Regions from separate parts of the Gossypium hirsutum genome. Here region 2 is linked to region 1. A link is a contact called in public Hi-C data. All regions are on one chromosome and are shown on one strand. The core of a region is the stretch at or near the end of the contact, and the rest is flanking DNA. Distances in the headings are between cores, read along the strand shown. Region 1 holds the start of LOC107920230. Region 2 holds the start of LOC107919389 (protein MAINTENANCE OF MERISTEMS-like).

Region 1 (2,644 bases), core at 83-2,582:
TATGGAGTACACATGACAAGTCACATGTCACTGCTTAATTATTTTGCTAGTCATGCCAGTTTTTAACAAAAAAAATTTTAACAAAAAAATCAATTTATTCTTTAATCTAATGTATAGAAACTAATTTATTTAATTTTTTAGTAAAAAAGACAAAATACAATTGTACTACTCCATGATAGTTTTTTTTTTATTTTTCGAATTTCTTCGGGTATTCGAAAAGATGAGGGAGGAAGATAAAAGAAGAAGAGCACAAACTTTATGATAAAAGTGTAGTAACGAAATGGATTAGTTTTGATGCAACAATGCAGTGTGCATAATGATCAAAGTGATGCACCAAATTAGCTATAATTACAGACAGAACAAAAGAAGAGTCACAATCATGCTGCCAAGCCCACTCATTAACTCTGCTAAACAGCAAAAATAAAACATCAAATTGCAAGAAACACATATAGAGATAGAAAGAGAGTGAAAGGTAACCATTTCTAATATTAAAGTTTTCATGTATAATCCTTTTCTATTATTCTGGATCACTCATTCCATTTTGTTTCCACATACCAAGAAAATCTTATGGCAAATTTCGAATACTTGAATTCAACCGAAAAAAAAAAGGGGGAAAGTTTAGAGAGAGAGAGAGAGAGCTTACTTTGGGAGAAGGGCAATTAAGCTTGGCATTGAAAATATTGTGAGACTCAAGGTCATTAGGGGTTGTTGAGGTATCGGAAGTTGGCCTGAGGAACCTCTCGAAGATAGCCATAACAAGGAACATTGATATGAGAATTGCAGTAGCTACAAACCCAAACGACACCGCATTCACCGAGTTGTCGAAACGTCTCCAATGCTCTTCCCTCTCTAAACTCAATGGATCCACTGTGGCCGTAGGTGGCACCGTTTCCCAGAAATATTCACCACCCATTAACCCAAAAACACACCAACCAACCTTGTTGTATAAGGAGCAGAATCAAGCAAAAACACTTGTAAACATGATCAGAGAGCCATCCTATTCCCATGTATGCATGTAGAATGATAGTATCCTATCCTCCATTAATAATAACATGCCTTAACAAAAAAAAAAAAACACCACTTCAAGTTTGAGGCACTGGAAACTTCTTTCTCTCAAGGTTTCGCCTTTACTTATATATATATATAATATGCACCAACACTTTGAATGTTCTTTGCCCTTCAAGCCTTTTAAGAAGAGAGGATGGATGAACAGGGTATTACCGCCGGTTGAAAATGAGAGAGCTTTTTTGGGTTGTCTGAAAAATAGACCTTTTATTGCTTCTTCTTACTCACCTCTTGGCTCTTACAATTCAATCTTTGCATTCTCCTATATATATATAAAATATAGATATAGTTACTGTTGTTCAAAATTTTTTTAAATAAAATCATTATTACTATTAATGCAGCATTTACTCCAAATATGATGCTACGAAAAGTTGTCACTATACAAGAACCACTATCATTACCGGAGTTCAGATTTTTTTTTTTTTTGACTGACATAAATTTAGAATCTTTACTTAAATCTAAGGTTTTAGTACATATTTTTGTCTTAATTATTGGAAATTTTCGTATTAAAAATTTTCAGACCGGGTAGTTCTTAGCAAGATAGATACGCATCTACGGTTCATTAATTACAAAATTAGTTCTGGATTAACTTTTTTGGGCAGCATTGTTGCGTTTGAACTTAGGAATACAATGTTGAATATCAACTCCAATGTATTTTGTTAGTGTTTATTGTTGTGTAAAGTTTAGCTTTGGTCAACCTAAATGAAGTGACACAATTGAAAGTTGAGGATGCAAGTGGCACACTAAGAAAAATGGAATAAAATTCGGTAAAGCAATGGTTTGCATTGAAGACGATGGTTGAAGAGGACATGCTGGAGCACATCCAGAATGTCAAAACTCTCAAAGAAACATGAGATACATTGGCAAGTTTGTTCTCCAAGAGAAATGACACAAAGCTTCAACTCTTCGAGGGCAAATTATTGTCGATGGCACAACGTGACATGACAATCTCGTAGTATTTCCACAAGGTGAATTCGTTATGCTGAGAGATTGGTGATTTGGATCCACAAGCTCTGATTGGGGACACTAGGGTGAAGAGGATAATCATACATGGTCTGAGACTAGAGTTCAGAGGCTTTGTTGCTATAGTACAAGGATAACAAACCCAACCATCACTTGTTGAGTTTGAGAATTTGCTTGCTGGTCATGAAGCGTTAGCAAAGAATATGGGAGGAGCAAACAGTTTATGCCAACAAGAGAAGTTGGAATTTCAAACAGCAATGTAGATCGAAAAGAAACAAGGACAAGGTAGAGAGTTTACGAGATAAAGGGAGTTCTCATACAAGAGGAGACTGTAAGCTGGTTGGTTATTATGATGTTGATTATATGGGTGATCATGATACCCAACACTCAACGACTGGGTATGTGTTTTTGTTTGGGTCAGAAGCAGTTTCTTGATGCAATAAAAGTCAGTCAACTGTTTCTTTGTCAACAACAAAAGTTAAATATCGAGCTGTAACGATGGTAGCTCGAGAAAGTACTTGGCTCATGCAAGTGTTACGGGATTTGCATTAACCAATAGAGTGTGCTACTCCTCTGTTCTTTGATAACGTGTCATCAATGCGTTTGGTGGAGAACC
Region 2 (2,644 bases), core at 55-2,554, 140 kb after region 1:
TCCACCCGCACAGTACCCCTCCTGCAGCATCTATTGATGCATGCATGCCCCGCTCCCTCGCTCCATCTCCTAGCAACTGTTGTTGCATCATGCTGCTGTTGTGTCTAATCCCTTCAATGGGAAAAAGTTGCAAATGGGGGACCTTATAAGCATGGTCCCCCAAACCCCATCCACGGGAAAAGAGAAAGAAAAGAGAGAAAGGAGAAGAAAAAAAAGTAATGTATTATTTTAGTAAATAATTTTATTTATAATTTAAAGAATTTAATTAAGATATTGTAATTTTTTTTGTTATTAATTATTAATTATAAATTATTTATATTTAGTGTTTATAGTTTTGGATTAATATTTTGTATGAATGTAGTTTTTTTTGTTTTTTATAATTATTTTAAAATCAATTTGTTAGTAATTTAGGGTTATGTTATAAATTTTTGTGTTTGTAATTATTTTAAAATTAATTTATTAGTAATTTAGGATTAAGTTATAAATTGTTGTGTTTAGTTTAGTATTTGGTGAGTTTAACATATAAGTTTATAAAAAAATTAAAAATTATTTCATTTTGAAAATGAATTTGGGCAAATGATGTTTAAGCTCATTTAATTTTTTTAAGCTGTTAAGTATTGGTATGTTAATAGTTGCTGTTAACTCATTTAATTTTTTTATATCAACTTGGATATCAATTTGTCCAAGTTTAATCATAACGGACTCTTTTCATAAATTTATGTACTTTAAAATTATTTTTATAAAAAAATGATTGTAGAAATATTGAAGAATATAAATTAATTATTAATATATCAATACTTAACAGCAACTTAAAAAAATTTAAAAAAATTGATAATAATACATTAATAGTATCAATTAAAAGCGTTCCCCAAAACTCATAATTAAGATTCTTATTTTGAGAAATGGGAGTAGAGTTTTAGCTGTGTGAAAAAATATGGGATATGGATATCTTTATCTACAATAACAAGTAGGATATGAATCTTCGAATTCCATTTAATGCACTTTTAGGTAGTTTTGGCCGTGTTTTGTTTCTGAAATTTGAAATAATTTATTGTATTTTTTGAAACAAATTAAATGAATTCATTTTTTTAATTACAGATTTGCAGCAAATGGGTTCTTTGATTAATAATAATAATCACATATCAAGTACTATTAATGAGATAGTAATAAAATTTTTATTTGATACTCATGTTATTTGCTGAATTAAATTATATTGTATTAACTATTTTGCTAATTTAATAATGTCAAGGTCCGTACCGCATATTGAGGGGCCGTGTTAATAGTGTAGAGTTTCTACCAGATGAATGCCTAATACCAAACTTAGAGTTAGTTGGTTCAGATTAGAGACATTGATCCGGACTTTTGATCTACGATACGACTTGATTTCCGCTTTAGTCCAGCGATGGCGTTCGGAGACCCACACATTTGATTTTCCGTGCAGGGAGTGTACCGTCACTCTAGAAGATGTTGCACTACAGCTCGGGCTTCCCATTGACGGGAATGATGTCACGGGCGTAAGTTCAATCTCTAGGCCGGCTACCCCTTATTATGAATTACTTAGACCCTCGCCAAGTGAGGGGAAATTTACCAATTTGAGATTTTCATGGCTAAAGGCCAATTTTGAGTATTTTCCAAGTACTGCCAATGAACGGGAGGTGATGCAGGCCGTTCGAGCTTATATTATGCACCTTATAGGTGGTGTACTCATGCCAGATGCAAACGGCAATACGGTCCACTTGATGTACTTACCTCTATTATCCAATTTGCATAACACCCGTTCATATAGTTGGGGGTCCGTAGTTTTAGCCATGCTGTATCGAGAACTTTTTCGGATGACAGATCCTTCTGCGATGGACATAGGCGAATGCCTCATACTGCTGTAGTCGTGGGCACTTTACCGGATGCCATTCTTGGCATCCATTAGTCATCAGTCATATACATTTCCACTCGTTAATAGGTGATGAATTCTTACTCGTTATAAGGATTAGTTGACTTTTTTTCAGATTATATTGTTCTAATAATTTGTTTTCGTAGATGGAGTACTAATTCGAGTATCGAGAGGTCATACACGATTCCGATATACCGTCTGATGATTGATAATCATGCTAGAGAGGGGGTAACTTTTTCCAATATAAACTTAGTTTTATTATTTTATCTCACTCGACCCGCGTTAATATAACAATGTTATTAACTTGCAGTTCATTTAGATATCGTGTTCTGTTCCAAAAATTATGGCGATTATTCCCTCATCTGCCCACGTCCACTCAAACTTATGGTGCATTAGCGCATCCGTTATCAATTTTCAGGTAGTGGTGGTATCATGGCAATCGAGTACTCCGGTAATTCGGCTGCATACAGTATATCCTGACATTGCCAGTACAATTGGGGGAGATCCATGAGATGAGTAGGAGGGGGAGGTATGGAAATGATTGGGGAGAAGTGCATGAAGAATATATTACAATGTGGAACCACCAATTGGGGAGGGTACCTTAGATGGATCTTGCTTTGGATCTGTAGCTCTCGTTAGAGTATATACAGTGGTACTGTGAGATAGGGAAACCATTTTTGTTTAGTGGGCGGTCGATGGTAGTCCCTCCACATACGGCACGAATTGGGCAACCCTTTCCAAATCCGCATCATGCAC

Evidence for each region. Hi-C and Micro-C count contacts between places; a contact is called where the count stands out from the background.
Region 2: a Hi-C map of hypocotyl shows a contact between it and region 1, with 5 times the contacts expected there. The contact joins the promoter of LOC107919389 here to the promoter of LOC107920230 in region 1. A contact is called at or near these places in 11 of 34 Hi-C or Micro-C datasets (callus, hypocotyl, leaf and 1 more).

What each region holds. Positions count from the first base shown.
Region 1 is chrD13:9,749,274-9,751,917 of Gossypium_hirsutum_v2.1, forward strand. LOC107920230 reads right to left here and starts at 1,333. Exons shown (of 3, transcript XM_016849824.2): 1 at 644-1,333. The coding sequence starts at 913.
Region 2 is chrD13:9,885,921-9,888,564 of Gossypium_hirsutum_v2.1, forward strand. It overlaps LOC107919389 (protein MAINTENANCE OF MERISTEMS-like), which reads left to right and starts at 1,305. Exons shown (of 3, transcript XM_016848861.1): 1 at 1,305-1,879; 2 at 2,035-2,116; 3 at 2,307-2,399. The coding sequence starts at 1,305. The coding sequence ends at 2,399.